2 separate regions of the Oryctolagus cuniculus genome follow, and region 1 is linked to region 2. A link is a contact called in public Micro-C data. All regions are on one chromosome and are shown on one strand. Each heading gives the region's core, a stretch centred on a gene start, on an enhancer-like site or on the middle of the called end of the contact. The rest is flanking DNA. Distances are from core to core; before and after follow the strand shown. Region 1 overlaps BABAM2 (BRISC and BRCA1 A complex member 2). Region 2 holds the start of FOSL2 (FOS like 2, AP-1 transcription factor subunit).

Evidence for each region. Hi-C and Micro-C count contacts between places; a contact is called where the count stands out from the background.
Region 1: a Micro-C map of ear pinna shows a contact between it and region 2, with 4 times the contacts expected there. The contact joins the enhancer-like site here to the promoter of FOSL2 in region 2. A contact is called at or near these places in 2 of 6 Hi-C or Micro-C datasets (ear pinna and skin fibroblasts).

Annotation. Positions count from the first base shown.
Region 1 is chr2:174,646,417-174,653,102 of mOryCun1.1, reverse strand. All of the region lies in intron 10 of BABAM2 (BRISC and BRCA1 A complex member 2), which reads left to right. Among named protein-coding and RNA genes, the nearest start is that of FOSL2, 100 kb to the right of the region's middle. Within about 2 kb of position 3,667, at least 2 of the 8 cell types and tissues checked have an H3K27ac peak or open chromatin away from gene starts, as enhancers often do. A contact at or near this core is called in ear pinna, where this site is marked.
Region 2 is chr2:174,543,179-174,550,264 of mOryCun1.1, reverse strand. It overlaps FOSL2 (FOS like 2, AP-1 transcription factor subunit), which reads left to right and starts at 4,438. Exons shown (of 4, transcript XM_051843056.2): 1 at 4,438-4,584. The coding sequence starts at 4,453.

The DNA.
Region 1 (6,686 bases), core at 2,418-4,917, 100 kb before region 2:
TCGGCTCTGCTGCCAAAGGCACTGATGTGACTTGGGCATAGTCTTCAAAGAGTTTGTCTTTTTGTTTTTCAGGGTTGAGAGATCAACCCTGTTAACACCTTGTGAAAGAAACAAAATTCTTAAATATCCCTGCCCCTTTTGGTGTGTATTCCATTGAGACATCAAACCAGAAGCAAGGCCATGGTTTTGAAAAAGATTGTAGATACAGACAGAAGTCAGGATGCAGCCATTAGCTCAAAGGGGAGGGGTCAACCAGATAGGTTAACTGTACCATATGATGTTGCCTGACTCTGCAAATGCCTAGTTTTAAAGGGGAGTCCAGGGTTTGTTGAATAAATGATAGGCACATGGTAGAATTTAGGGGTGGTTCCTACCTTGAAGGACATTGACTTTGAGTTATCCTGTGGATTGAAAGAAAGTACAGACATGATAGTTGCAAATACTTTTTAAGAGAGGAAGGGAGGGAGGCTTGTGTTGGCCGGTAGAGAGTTGGAAGAATTGGGAAGTTTCTAAGAGGAAGTGGTTTTAGGATTCCACTTTGCAGGTGGGGTATGATATGATGTACAGGACGTAAGAGCTTCCCTAGATTATTTAGACCACTTTACCAATCCCAAAAGCAGCAGTGTCAGTCTGTGGCCATTCTGTGTTCAGAACTGTTATCCAAAGCCTAGTAGAAATCAAACACATCTCCATGATAAAGTTGACGAAATGTCAAGTCTTTTGTTTTGGGTTTAGAAATCAGGATCAACTGGATTAGAAATTAGACTAGCTCATGAGAAAATGGTTCTTAAGGCCAAATCCTTTACAACCTGTGGCTTTGGGGAGCGAGGTGGAGTGGAAGATGAAACCCCCATTTATCATAAAAGGGGCAACAATGGCTTAGCAAAGGCTCAGAGATAAGAGGGAGACACACTTGGCTCATCTAGAGGATTCAGACCTCAGTATAATCATAGTAGTCAAATGAAGGCCTCATTTGATGGAAATCTGCATTTGCTCCAAAGGGCCTTGGAGGTGTAGCAAAGGCCCAGAATTGGACTGGGATTTATCCCATTTGACTGCAGACTCAGAGGGCTCCGTGCAGAACACACAACCGGTTATTGAGCCTCTCTCTGTGTGTCAGGATACATGATTCCAGTGGTGCCTGTTGTCAAGTTACTCATTAGCTAGCAGGGAAGCCTGTGAGACCGAGAAAGCCCATGGTGCGATAGGGACTTCCAGAGTCCTGTGGGCATCCTCTACCTGAGGAAGCTAGGAAAGTGGCTCGGAGTCGACCTTTGAACCGGGTGCCATGGCTGAAAGAGCAGCCACAGCACCCGGGGAGACCAGTGGGGCCCAGGAGCACCCGTCCTCACTTGGATCTGGGAAGGTACAAGCACCCCTCATCATAGGAAGTCCCCATGGCCACACTGCTCTCTGCCAGTCTTCTGGAAGACTGCTTATCCTGCATGCCTGACAGAGTTTTTGTGAGGCCTAAATCACATGAAAGCAAATTGGAAGCCATGCTGGGTTTGCCGCTCCCATGCCTCCACCTTAGCTTAGAACCAATCACGCATTCCAGGGTTAGTTCACTGGCTAGCTGGTGTGCCTCTCGCTCTGTGCCCCGTGCCACAGTAATGCATGCAGACACCACTGTTGTCCCGTGGCCTCTCCCTGTAAACAGGCTTACCCTGCCCGTCAGGCTTGCTCGCCCACTCAGCCCTGGACTCTGTGTTGTCAGCCCTTCTTGCTATCTCTCCCTGACCTACCACTCATCTTTCTTGCACCATTTCTTTTTTTTTTTTTTAAACTTTTATTTAATGCATATAAATTTCCAAAGTACGACTTATGGATTACAATGGCTTCCCCCCCATACCGTCCCTACTTGCACCATTTCTTAAAACCTGTCTCCCATTTTGCTTTCTGACCTGAGCACCCCCCACCCCATCACATTTGTAATGATGAGACTTCAGCACGTGCTAGCATGGAAGGTTCTTTATTGGGCATGTGTCTGTGCTTCATCATTCTGGTTAGTCTGCTCCCCAAGACCCAAGACTAAGTCTAAGTCATGTTTCAAATGATTGCTCTGCTGAAGTGCAAGAGCTGGGTGGTCAGAGTGCTTGCAATCTGGAAAGCACTGGAGTCTGCAGGGTCTCCTGCTCACAACCCCGAGAGGCAAATGCTGTTATCCTGCCCATTTTTCCAATGAGAAAAGCAAAGTTTAGAGAAGTTACAAAATGAAGACGTGTGGCATGAAAGGGTGAGAGGGTGGCTCTGAATCCCACAAGGGAGCCAGAGCGCATTGTGGTCAAGGGTGGACTTGAAGGAGAGCTCCTGGGTGTAATGCCGAGGCTGGGAGTGAGCCGAGGCTGAATTAGCGAAGCCCTCGCAGAAGTGGCCAGACGCACCCAGCACAGGAGGCACCACTGCAGGGGTTGCTGCCCTCAAAGCTGGAGATCCGGATTCACGTGACTCCAGCCAACCTGCTTGGTACGAGTCAAGTGAATAGGAGCCAGGAGGGGTGTAAGTGACTCAGCTTCTGCCCTGGCTGGAGCCAGGCAGTGGACTTTGCAGCCTGCTTCCTGGGGAATTTTCAGACGGGCCAGTGAGTTCATCCTTCTGTTCTAAAGGCAAAACCCCTGCTCACCCTGCCCCTGGAAATGGGAGAGATTGTTCGGCTGACTGCCTCCGTGGAACCAAGGGGTCTGACCTCTTAAAGGAGCAACTGAAATACTGGCCGTGGGCACTCTAGAGCTAGTGGTATCTAATTGCATTCCTCACCAAACGGATGAGAAACCCTCCCAGTCTCCTCTGACTGAATCTGGAGTGTAGACTCACCATGCTTCGATATTTCAGCGCTGCTGCCTGACTTAGGAAGGCATAAGCTCAATGCAGGTAACCTGCTCCTGCCTCCGGGTGAGTTCACTCTTCCTGTTGCCCAGCTGGGACAGGCCTGGGGTGGGGCTAATGCGAGCTGAAGTCCAGGGGGCAGGCCTGGGGTGGAAAGCTACACAGCAAACGGGTGGAGCACCAAAGCTTAGCTGTGTGTGCAGAGCATTCAGGGCGTGGTGAGGGATCAGCTCCTGGGAGAGCAAAGATTAATATTTAACACATACTCATTTATTAGCGTGGCTGGATCTTTTGTCAAAAATGTCATAAATTCGCAGTTCAGGATTTTAAAAGTAAATAGGATTACTGATACTTCTCTTTCAATAGCCAATAAGCACCCTTCACTGAAAGAATAATAGAGTCTTTGATTAATCTTTAGCCTGAAATATTAAAATTCTACTTTGCAGAAGCTATTGGAAATAGTTTCAAAGAATTCCTTCCTCTGTCTCCATCCCAAACCCCGCCTGTGTCAAAGGTTAGGGGTTAACCGTATTTCCTTTAAAGCATTTAATGAAACCCTCTTCCCCTCCCTACATCTACCAGATTTTGACCTCAAAGAGGGGGAGCAATATGACAGCAAGATTTGTACCTTCACAAGTAAATATTGCAGTTTAGCTGGGTAACTACTTGTGGAAGCTTGTTAGGTCCAAGTGACTCACTGGCGTAGATGAAGTTATTTTTAGAGATGTAATTTGTACTGTTTAGAAAAGAATAAAGAGATGGCAAAAGGCTAGATCGCTCATTATAGTTTACAGAGCTCATGAACCCAGCATCCATGCGAAAGATGACTCAGCAAGGGGTCGCTTGGTACTTTCTCTCAGAATTTTACAGACGTGAGTCATCCACTTTAGTCTGCAGACACAGCAGCGAGATACCTGTGACTCAGCTCCATTTAGAAAGAGCACCAGCATTCAGCTCTGATACGCTTTTGTCCGTAAGTGCTGCGGAAATTACACACCAGAGCAATCTGCCTTTGTGCCACGCAGCCGTCGGATGGTTTTTAGCAAGGACTGACTTAGCTCCTTCTCTGGCCCTTGGAGGAATCTGTGACCCACGGCGGGCGGCTTGCCCCCGACCTTTGCTGCACGTGTGGCACAGCCTCCTCCTTCCTGCCTCCTGAGCCCAGGGCGCCACTGGCCTCAGGAGAAGCAGCAGCGTCGCCTTTCTGTGCAAACGTGCCCAGCAGGAAGGGCTGCTTGTAGCAAGCATGCCTGTGTGTGTGTGTGTGTGTGTGTGTGAGAGAGAGAGAGAGAGAGAGAGAGAGAGAGAGAGAGAGAATGTGTGAGAAAATCCTCAGCCTGCAATATTAACAGTTCTAGTTTCTGTAAATGGGCAGAAATAGCTTTCGAAGGCTTGCTCCCCACCACACTTGATCTATGTCAGAGTTTAGAAGGGATCAAATCAGATTTCCATTTTTTCTTAAGTTTCCTAAAACTCCTCACACACAGCCACACACGCGTAATAGTGTCCACCTTCATAGGTATGCAGACTTGTCAAGGCAAGGACCTGTTCTCTCTGCGGGCCGCTGCTTTGGTCCGGGGCACAGGGCTCTGCTGGCCGAGCAGCCCCCCAGGTGTGCAGCCCCTCGTTGTCGCGGGTGCACAGTGATTACACAGCCTACTGGGAGTTAGGCTTGGAGCAGAACTGTGCTTCCGTGTATGCGGAAAGCAGTCCTCTGCACTTTACAGACCCATGAGGAGATCGCTCTAACAGTTTATCATATCTGTCCAAGAAACATGAACATGGCTACGAGAGCGAATGCTCCAGACAGACATACCATGAAAAGGGAGAGGACCCTGCCCCATGCCTGCCTGTGACAGCCACCTTTAACCTCCTGCCACTTACTGCATGTGCAGCACTGGTGCTGAGGATGGCAGGCCTTGTAGGGACCTGCTGCTGGGGAGAACAGCCTTATGTGCGTTCAGGTGAGCTCTGCACCCGTGTGAGGATCTGGCACGCCACAAGCCCTGTGTTTGGCTCTGTGGTCCCAGCAAGGGATAAGAGCATGAAGGGGCGTGTGCTCGCGTTGGGGAGACGGGCATGCAAGCCATAAATACTAATACTGTGTGCTCAGTGCTCTCGTACAGGTCCATAAAACCCCATCTGAGGCTCTACAGAAATGGCCTAGAGATTGGTCTTTAAGTGCAAGCAGAAACTTTCCAGGTAAATGAAGAAGAAAGAATGTCCCGAGAGAAGTGTGCTCATGGACTACTGTGGCACATTCTGAAAGTCGGGAATACTCACGGGATGGAATTCTTAGAATAGGTGAGTTCAGGAAGGAATGGAGAGAGGAGGCAAGAAAGGAATGTGCCTGATTGTGGACAACATCGTAAGTTACTCTAAATGTGCCCTATCCTGCTGGAGAGCTTTGAAGCCCTCTGAACAGGGATGTGGCATCGTCTCAGGTACGCTGTAAGTCCCATGGCAGAGGGGAGCGTACCTTCAAGTAGGAAGAAGCCAGGGGCAGAAGAAACACATGGGCAGCTAGTTCAGGCGGGAGAATAGGAGGAACTAAGATAATGGGAGTGGGGAGGCAGAGGAGAGGGCAGGTTCTAGACATCCTTCAGAGTAGCATCAGGAAAACGTGGTGAACATTCAGATTTGGGGCTTGTTTGTTTTAAAGACTTATTTATTTGTTTATTTATTCATTTGAAAGGCAGAGTTACAGAGGGAGAGGGAGAGACAGAGAGTTTCTGTTCACTAGTTTACTCCCCAAATGGCAGCAACTGCCGGACCTGGACCATTCCAAAGCTAGGAGCCAGGACCTTCTTACTAGCCTTCCACGTGGGTGCAGGGGCCCAAGCGCTTGGGCTATTTTTTTTTTTTTTTTTTTTTTTTTGACAGGCAGAGTGGACAGTGAGAGAGAGAGACAGAGAGAAAGGTCTTCCTTTGCCGTTGGTTCACCCTCCAATGGCCGCCGCGGCCGGCGTGCTGCGGCCGGCGCACCGCGCTGATCCGATGGCAGGAGCCAGGAGCCAGGTGCTTTTCCTGGTCTCCCATGGGGTGCAGGGCCCAAGCACCTGGGCCATCCTCCACTGCACTCCCTGGCCACAGCAGAGAGCTGGCCTGGAAGAGGGGCAACCGGGACAGAATCTGGCTCCCCGACCGGGACTAGAACCCAGTGTGCCGGCGCCGCAAGGCGGAGGATTAGCCTAGTGAGCTGCGGCACCAGCCCGCGCTTGGGCTATCTTCTACTGCTTTCCCAGAGGCATTGGAAGAGAAATGGATGGGAAGTGGAGCAGCTGGGACTTGAACCAGCACCCATGTGGAAGGCCAACCCCACAGACAGTAGCTTTACCTGCTGTGCCACAGTGACAGCCCCAGATTTGGGAGTATAGAGAGAGAAAGGAATTGCACATTGCTGTGTGATTCGTAGGTAGGGTACCTGAGGGGAAAGCACACATTTAGGAAGAGGGCCACAGTTTATAGGAAAGAAAATGAGTTTGCATTGAGTTTTGAGGTGCTTATGTGGCAAACAAGTTGAATTATTCAGTAGGTCGTTAAAAATGTGAGACTAAAGCTTCATGACCCACATCGTGGTGGCAGTTGAGACCATGGCACTGGTGGGATTCCCAAGGGACGAATCTACAGTGAGGGGACTGAAAACAGCTCTGGGGAAGGCAAGCAGCTGGTAGAAGGAGAGGGCAATGGAGATTAATATTAATTTGGATGGAGATGAATTAGCAGCAGAGGGCTAGGAGAGGTGCAAGTGAAACCACTTGCTTTAGTAATGGTCCTGGTGCTCGTGGACAGAGCAAAAAAATACCCATTGTTAGAGGGGAAGCCAGGGGTGCGTGATTACTGATTAACTCAAGTGAAGA
Region 2 (7,086 bases), core at 3,189-5,688:
GAGCCATCCTCTTCCCACCCCGCCCCAGCTCCCCAAGACACTGCATTTTGTACCTTTCTCTGGCCTCAGGCAATTCCTTTAAGACTCTCGCCCTGCATATGCGTGCATTCTTGAACCCGGGTCCTTCCTGGTGCTGTCTGCCCAGCACCCTCCCACCTTCTGCTGTCAACGTCCTGTCTGATCCCAGAGGCCACGCTCACTGCTCCCACCTCCAGGAGGCCTTTTCTGATGAGTCCCTTCTGGAAGCTTCCCCGCCCCCCCCCCCCCAACCTTCACCAGAGAAGCCTGGCGTGGCTGCCTTGTGGTGTCGGCCATTTTCTGCCTTGTTGAGAAGTTATTTGGGAATATTTCTCATCCCTCCTTAGATTCCATGTTCTCTGCAGACCAACACTTTCTGGCCCGTCTTTGTTTTCCTGGAGATTTTTACGTGAACAGTGGGTGCCCATAGTAGGTCCCTTGCAGTTCCAAGTGGTAGACACTCAACTGGCTTCACACGAGGGAAATCCCTCAACACATAACGTGTAAGTCCAGGATGACAAAGACTAGAGGCACGATGCGTTCAGGTGCCCCAGCAATGTCCACTGCTCAGCTCGCTTCCCTCTGGGCAGCTTGTCCCCAAGGACCAGTCAAAAGAGTGTGCTTCTTCTCCAAGGGCTCCAGCCAGAGCTGAAAGGCCTGATTCTCATATGCCGGTTGTGGGTTGCGTGCAGCCCTGATGCAATCAGTGTCTGTAGCGCGGGCAGTGGGATGTTCTGGCTGGTCAGGAGTGGACCGAGGGTCCATGCGTCCACCCCTACAGCAAACCCACACACATGGGAGGAGGAAGTGGGGGTTCCCCAAAGCAAAATCAAGGCGCTTTCGCCGGAGGAGGGAGACGTGGATGCTGGCCCAGCCTTTGTTAGAGTTCAACAGAAATGGAGGAGCCCTGGGACAAGCAGCTGGCTCCCTTGCTCCAGGCCTTTCTCTGAGTTTCTCTTGTATTCCTGGAGCCTGACACCTACCTTAACTGAACCTCAGTTTCTTTATCTGAAAGAAAGGAGTCAGTAAGGTGGGCCCTGTCTACTGCATAGGCTGTTGAGAGATCACAGGTGACCCACCTGTGTGGAGAGATGGATTCTTTGGAGTGCTCCAATGCTGTGAGAATGTGGGAGTCCAGGAACACTGGGGAACAGCGCTGCACCTGTATTGAAATCCCAGCTCTGCTGCTTTTTAGCTCTAGAAACTTGGGTGAGGTTACCTGTCTCCCTTTTAAAATTTTATTTATTTGGGACGGAGGGAGAGAGAGGTGAGGCCAGGGTCTGGAGTTGGGAGCCAGGAACTCAAAGCCGCTCTCCCCCATGGGTGGCAGGGACACAACGACTTGAGCCATCATTTGCTGCCACCCAGGGTGTGCATGGTAGGCAGCTGGGGTTGAGAACAGAGCCAGGACTCAAATCCAGGCGCTCTGACATGGGATGCAGGCATCTTAACCACGAGGCTAAATGGCTGCTGTTGGAATTTACCTCTCTTGACTTTGGTTTTCCTCACTGTTGAATGAGGACAATAATTGTAACTACTTCATGGGGTTGTTGCAAATATTAACTGAGTTAATATATATGACCCAATTACAGTAATGTCTGGGACAAGGTGAGCCTATAAAAAGGTTTTACAGGTGTCACCATTGTTATCGCCTCACATCCTCACAATTTTGTGTGTTACTCTTTGTTCTTAGCTAGGCTGTCAGCTGCCTGAGGGCAGGGAGACTCCGGCTTCCGGCTTCTCTTGTGCCCCCTCCCCAGTAAGGGCCCAGCAGGTGCCTGCACCCGGGCTGGTAGGCGGCTGTGATCCTGCAGGGTCCTGGGCCCCGTACCGTGTTAGAAGTGGCCAGAGCTGGCCTAAGCCGCTGGCCTGGGCACGGGGAGGGTTCAGCGAAGCTGGGTGGAGCCTGAACAGCTCCTTCCCTGTTGGCTTCCGGATTCTCAGAACAGGAGGGGCCTGGAGGAGGCAAGAGATGGCCCAGACCTGGTGTGGGCAGAGCCTGACTCCTGTAGGCCTTCAGCACCGCCGGCGCCCCACAGCAGGGCCCGAATGCAGATGAGGAGGCCAGCGACTGGAGAGGTCAGGGGCCTGGCCCAGGTCACACAGCCGGCCACGGCCGCTGTGTCCCCGGAGCCCATCTCCCAGGGCCAACTCCTTGCGCGGGTCTCAGAACCAGACGGAAAGGTGAGGCAAGTGGTTCTGTTCTTCCTCTCTGGACCTGACCAACATTCCTCAGGGTGACTTCTGCCTGACTCATAAAGATATTTCTAAATGACCGCACTGGTCATTTTATCTCTGGAATGTATCCGGCTTTAAAAAAAATACAGAAAAACCTGGTGGTGGGGAAGTACCCTCTTCCTGCCTTCCAGGGCTGTCACCCTCCTAGGCGGCTCCCAGCGGCCCTGTGGGAGTGGCTGGAAGGCCTCATTTGCATAGGCCTCCTGAAAAGTCTTGCACAAACTTCAGGGTAACTCTAAATGTGGTCTAAGGCAACAAAAAGACTGTGCTGTTGATGTTTGCTTGCTTTTTTTTTTTTAAATTGAGGGTCATATAAAGTGAATAAAATGCCATAATCGTAAAGCTGGAGCTTGCAAATTTCTTTCAGATGTAAGCCATGGAGCCCAGGCCTGGTGGGCAATATTCAATTCCAGTGTTACTGCGATGATGCCTCTTGAAGTCTTTATCTTCGTGTCTTCTCACAGGTGTGTAACCCACAGGTGAAATGGGAGTCATGTTGGGTGGTGGCCTATGTGCCATTCGTGTCACCTCCCAGAAAACTTAAAGCTGGAGGGTCCCAGATGAAACTCGGGTTGGAATCGGAGTTCCATGGTGGCGGCTCCTTTAAGAGGCGGCTGGATTGGCAGGAGGGATCAACACCTGTCTCCTAGGAGTGGGTTCATTCTAGCTCTTTCTCACCCTTCCACCTCCTGCCAGCACCATGGGCTACCCTGAGCCACAGTGGACCTCTTTCCTTTGTAAATGATGGGCTCTCAGCTGTCTTAGCTGGCTAAGGAAGTCACCCTTGGTCATTCAGTTCCTTCCCCCCACCCCATCTGTGCCTGTAGCATCAATGGCTCAGTACATCCATTCATGCAGTTTAAAGGGGAGTCTAACCTGTTGTTTCCACTGTTCTGAAATGCCACGCGCGGTCAGACACTTCCAGGACTTGGCAGCACCTGTGCTGGTTACTGCCCCAATGGGTGAGTGCCCCTCCCCCACCAGATGTACTGTGGGCCCTGAGAGCCCAATCTCAGGGGCTGGCATTGATCAGGACCCACCCTCTGCCCAGAGATGGGGCAGGTGATAGGGGGAGCTGGGTCTGCATTCTCCCCCCACACACACACCGACCCCCTCCCCGCCTTTCCAGAACATTCTCTGCCCTCATCCCAGCACTCACTAGGCTACAACAGCACCGGACTGTTTCTTAGGCTCCAGGAGCGTCCAGCCCCCATGTTGCTCTCACAGCCCTGCCCACACCTTTCTAAGGAGCATCCCCCTTGAGGCCTCCGGTCTGTTTGCTGGTGGACCCCTAACACAGCCATAGTTCCTTGGGCAAACAGAAACACTTGCATGTTAAATCGCGCTCAATGGTGCGGAGCTGCATTCGTGCCTGGCAACTTCGTTCAGGCACAATGCAGAGCGGATGGCTTCTCATTCCCAGTGGAGTTTGCTCCTAACTTTTCAAGGCTGAAAGTGTGGGAACCGGCAGAGCCCTGGAGTTAAGGTCAAGGGAGATGGCTTCGAGTCCAGGCTCCAGCAACCACGGGCTGGGAAACCTCGGAGAGGCTGTGGCTCAGTCCAGGCCCCGGTGGCTGCTGGCCACACCCCTGCCCTGTGCTCTGTGCAAGGACAAGTGAGGCCAGGTATGTGTGAGGGCTTCACACATGGCCAGTGCTCACGTGTGTGCGACAGTGCAGCCCAGGCGAGCAGCCATTCTTGGATTCCAGTCCTCTCCCGAGATGGCCATTGGGCAAGATGGATGACCCAGCAAACTGGCAAAGGCGGGGCAGAGACCCAGAGGGCGGTGAATGAAAAGGCAGCCTCATCCCACCCCCACTTTTCTCTGCACCCAAGCCCACACCTTCTCCTTCTCTGTCTGGGGTGGCCTTTCCCCTAAGCTGGGTGATGGTGCTGAAGTTACAGACTTTCAGAGAGTGGGATACAGCAGCACCAGACCAAGCTCGTGCTGCCACTCCTGCCTCAGGGGATGTCAGGTGAAGAAACCCCGCGGGCACTCCCAACAGGTCTCTAACCCACCCAGTGATCCCCTCACCCCAGCCCGCGCCGCGAGTTCATGTTTCGTCTGCAGCCTGGAGCTGAGGCTTCCAGGAGACATACAGGCACTCAGCGTGGCCCCGTCTGGTTGGGCGCACAATAAAGGGTCCCCTCCCTTCCGGCGAGCCACAGGGCCTTTTCTAACTGGGTGACCCGGGAATGGTTTTCACGGATGGGACACGGAACTGGGCTTGGGCGCAGTGGGGGCCAGGGCACCGCCGGCTCCGGGGAGTTCAGCAGCAGCAGCGCCAGGGCGCAGGTCTGGGCGTCCGGCGCTGGGAGAACGGAAAGGTGAGGGCGCACCGCGGCACACAGGCCTCCGGGCGGGCAGAGGGAGCCCGCACGAGTGCTGGAGCAGGGGGAGGCCGGGATCAAAGCGCTCGGAGGCAGGCCAGGGCGCACCGAGGGGAGGCTTGCGACTTGCATCAGCACAGATTCCGTGATGCTCTGCAGACGTCTGGGGGCTGCGGGGCTTTACGGGAACCCACAAGAAAGGAAAGGAGCGGGGGAGCTGACGGGGCGGGGGCGGCGCAGGGCGCAAGGGTGCACTCGCCTGCCAGTGCGCTCCGGCGGCGCCTGCCCGGGGCTGGGCGCGCCCGGGACGGCAGAGGCCGCGGAGGAAGCTCCCGCTCCCCTCGCCCCGCCCCCGCCCCCCGCGTTACTGGAAGGACTGTGTGGGAGAGACCCAGAAGCACCCGGATTTTCGAGCGCAGGGTTGGGGGGAGGGCCGGGCAGCAGCCGTGGCCCAAAGGAAAACCAAAAGTGCTTCTGTTCGCGCCGCGCCGACATGCGGTTGCCCAGGGTGGGGGGCGGGCGGCCCGGCCGCGCCCCCTCCTCGCAGGCCCCCAGGACCTGGCTCTGGCGCGGGAAGGGGACTGAGAGGCGGCTGCGAAAGTGTCACGATTTCTTCTGCGCTCTGCTCCCGTCCCCACCCCCAGTTTTCTGGGTTTTGCCGCTGCCGCTGGGGAAGGGCTGATCCGTTTTGCGTCAAAGGACGGCATTTACTCAGTCCTGCTGGGAGAGGCGCGTAAACACCCCGGCAGGCCAGGACGCAGGGATAAAAAAAAAAAAAAAAAAAAAGCAAGCACCCACGGCCGGGGTGCATATCCGCCCGCCCCACACCCCTCTCCGGGACCCGCGGGCTCGGGAACTGAGCCGGGCGCGAGGCTTCAGGCCCGCCTCGCCTCGCCGCGCGCGCGTGTCCTTGGGGATGGAGCTCGGGACAAAATGTGTCTTATAGCTGTAAACAATGACCCCGAGTATTGTTCGGGATTACCGTATCTTGGGGCCCTTGGGGCGGCCAGATGCCGCCAGCCGTCCCGGAAACGCTGGCGCTTTATATAGAGAGCCCCGGGGAAGCTTGGCGTAACCGGCTCTGTTTTTCTCGCCCACTCCCACTTTACAGAAGAGGAGGACGCAGAGGACTGGAGCTGTGCTGTTGTCGGTACAGGGCGCTTCCCAGCAGGCAAGGGCCGTGGCCTCTCTGCCCGCCTCTGGGCCGCCACTCCCAGCCCACAGGGGACCCTCGGTATAATCCCATTTGGTTCTGATGAAGACCCCGGGGGTTGCAGATGGCGCTGACTTGTGAGTTGGGTAAACCGAGGTAAAGGTGGATTTCCTAGGCCGGAATCTCAGGTTCTTGGCTAACGCGGTGCTCCTCCGGGGACGCCGCATGGTCTCTGCAGAAAGCTGTGCGCTCCCCAGCACCCCAGGGCTCGGGGTGGGAGGGTCATCAGCCCCAAGCCCTTCCTTTTACAGGGGGAAACTGAGGCCCACAGAGGTTAAGGCCTCGCCCAGGACCTCACAGCTTGTAACTAGCACCACCCGGGTGTGCGTGCTCCGAGGCCTGCGCTCTTTACCCTGCGCCCCGCCCCGCCCCGCCCAGCGAGGCGGGAAGACTCGGGAGCTCGGCCACCCGCGCCCTGAACTTCGCTCCAAAACAGCTGAAGACAGCGTTGGGGCACACCCTCTCCCTGGACTCCCTTTTCTCCTGTTTTCTTTCTTCTTCTTCTTTTTTTTTTTTTAATTCCTAACAGTCTGGAGTTTGTCTCTAACGACCGATCGCTCCAGCCAGATACATTTTAATTGCCTGGCACGGAAGGCGGCCGGAATGTCTTGACTGGTTAACTTCGTCTTCAAGGTTACTCCTAACAAATTCACTGTAGGACCAAAACAATAAACACACACACACACACACACGCACACACGCACAAAAAGGGAAGCAGTGGGCAGCCCGCCACCGAGGGGAAAAACAGGCAGGCCAGCCCCGCCCGGCGGCGCCGCGCCCCGCCAAGGCCCGGCTGCCCGGCGGCGCGGGGACCCCACGCGCCCGGGGCGGCTGCTGCACCGGGCGGCGCCGCGGAGGGCGCCGGCGACCGCGCGCGACCGCGCCCTCCCTGCGAGCGGCTCTGCGCGCCCGGCTCCCGGCCTGCCGGCGGCGCCGCACTGAGCCGCCCGTCTCGTCTTCAGGGCTGTGATTATTTTCCAAAACGCGAAGCCGAGTCCCGCGCGGCCGCTCCCGGGGCCCCGCCCCGCGCCCCTTCCCGGGGCGGGCGGTGTGGTGGGGGAGGGCGGGGGGAGGCCGTGGCGCGCTCGGGAGCGGGCGAGGGAATCCCTCTCCCTCCACGTCACCCGAAAGCGAGGAACCCCGCACTCGCGTCCTCTAACGCAAATGACCATCTTTGGCAACGTGCGCCAATGGAACAGTCCAAGGGCGCTGGGCCCGGGGGTGGGCGTGGGTGGGGAAGGCCAGGGCCGCCCGGCTCCCCCAGACCGCGCGGGCCGTCCGCACCC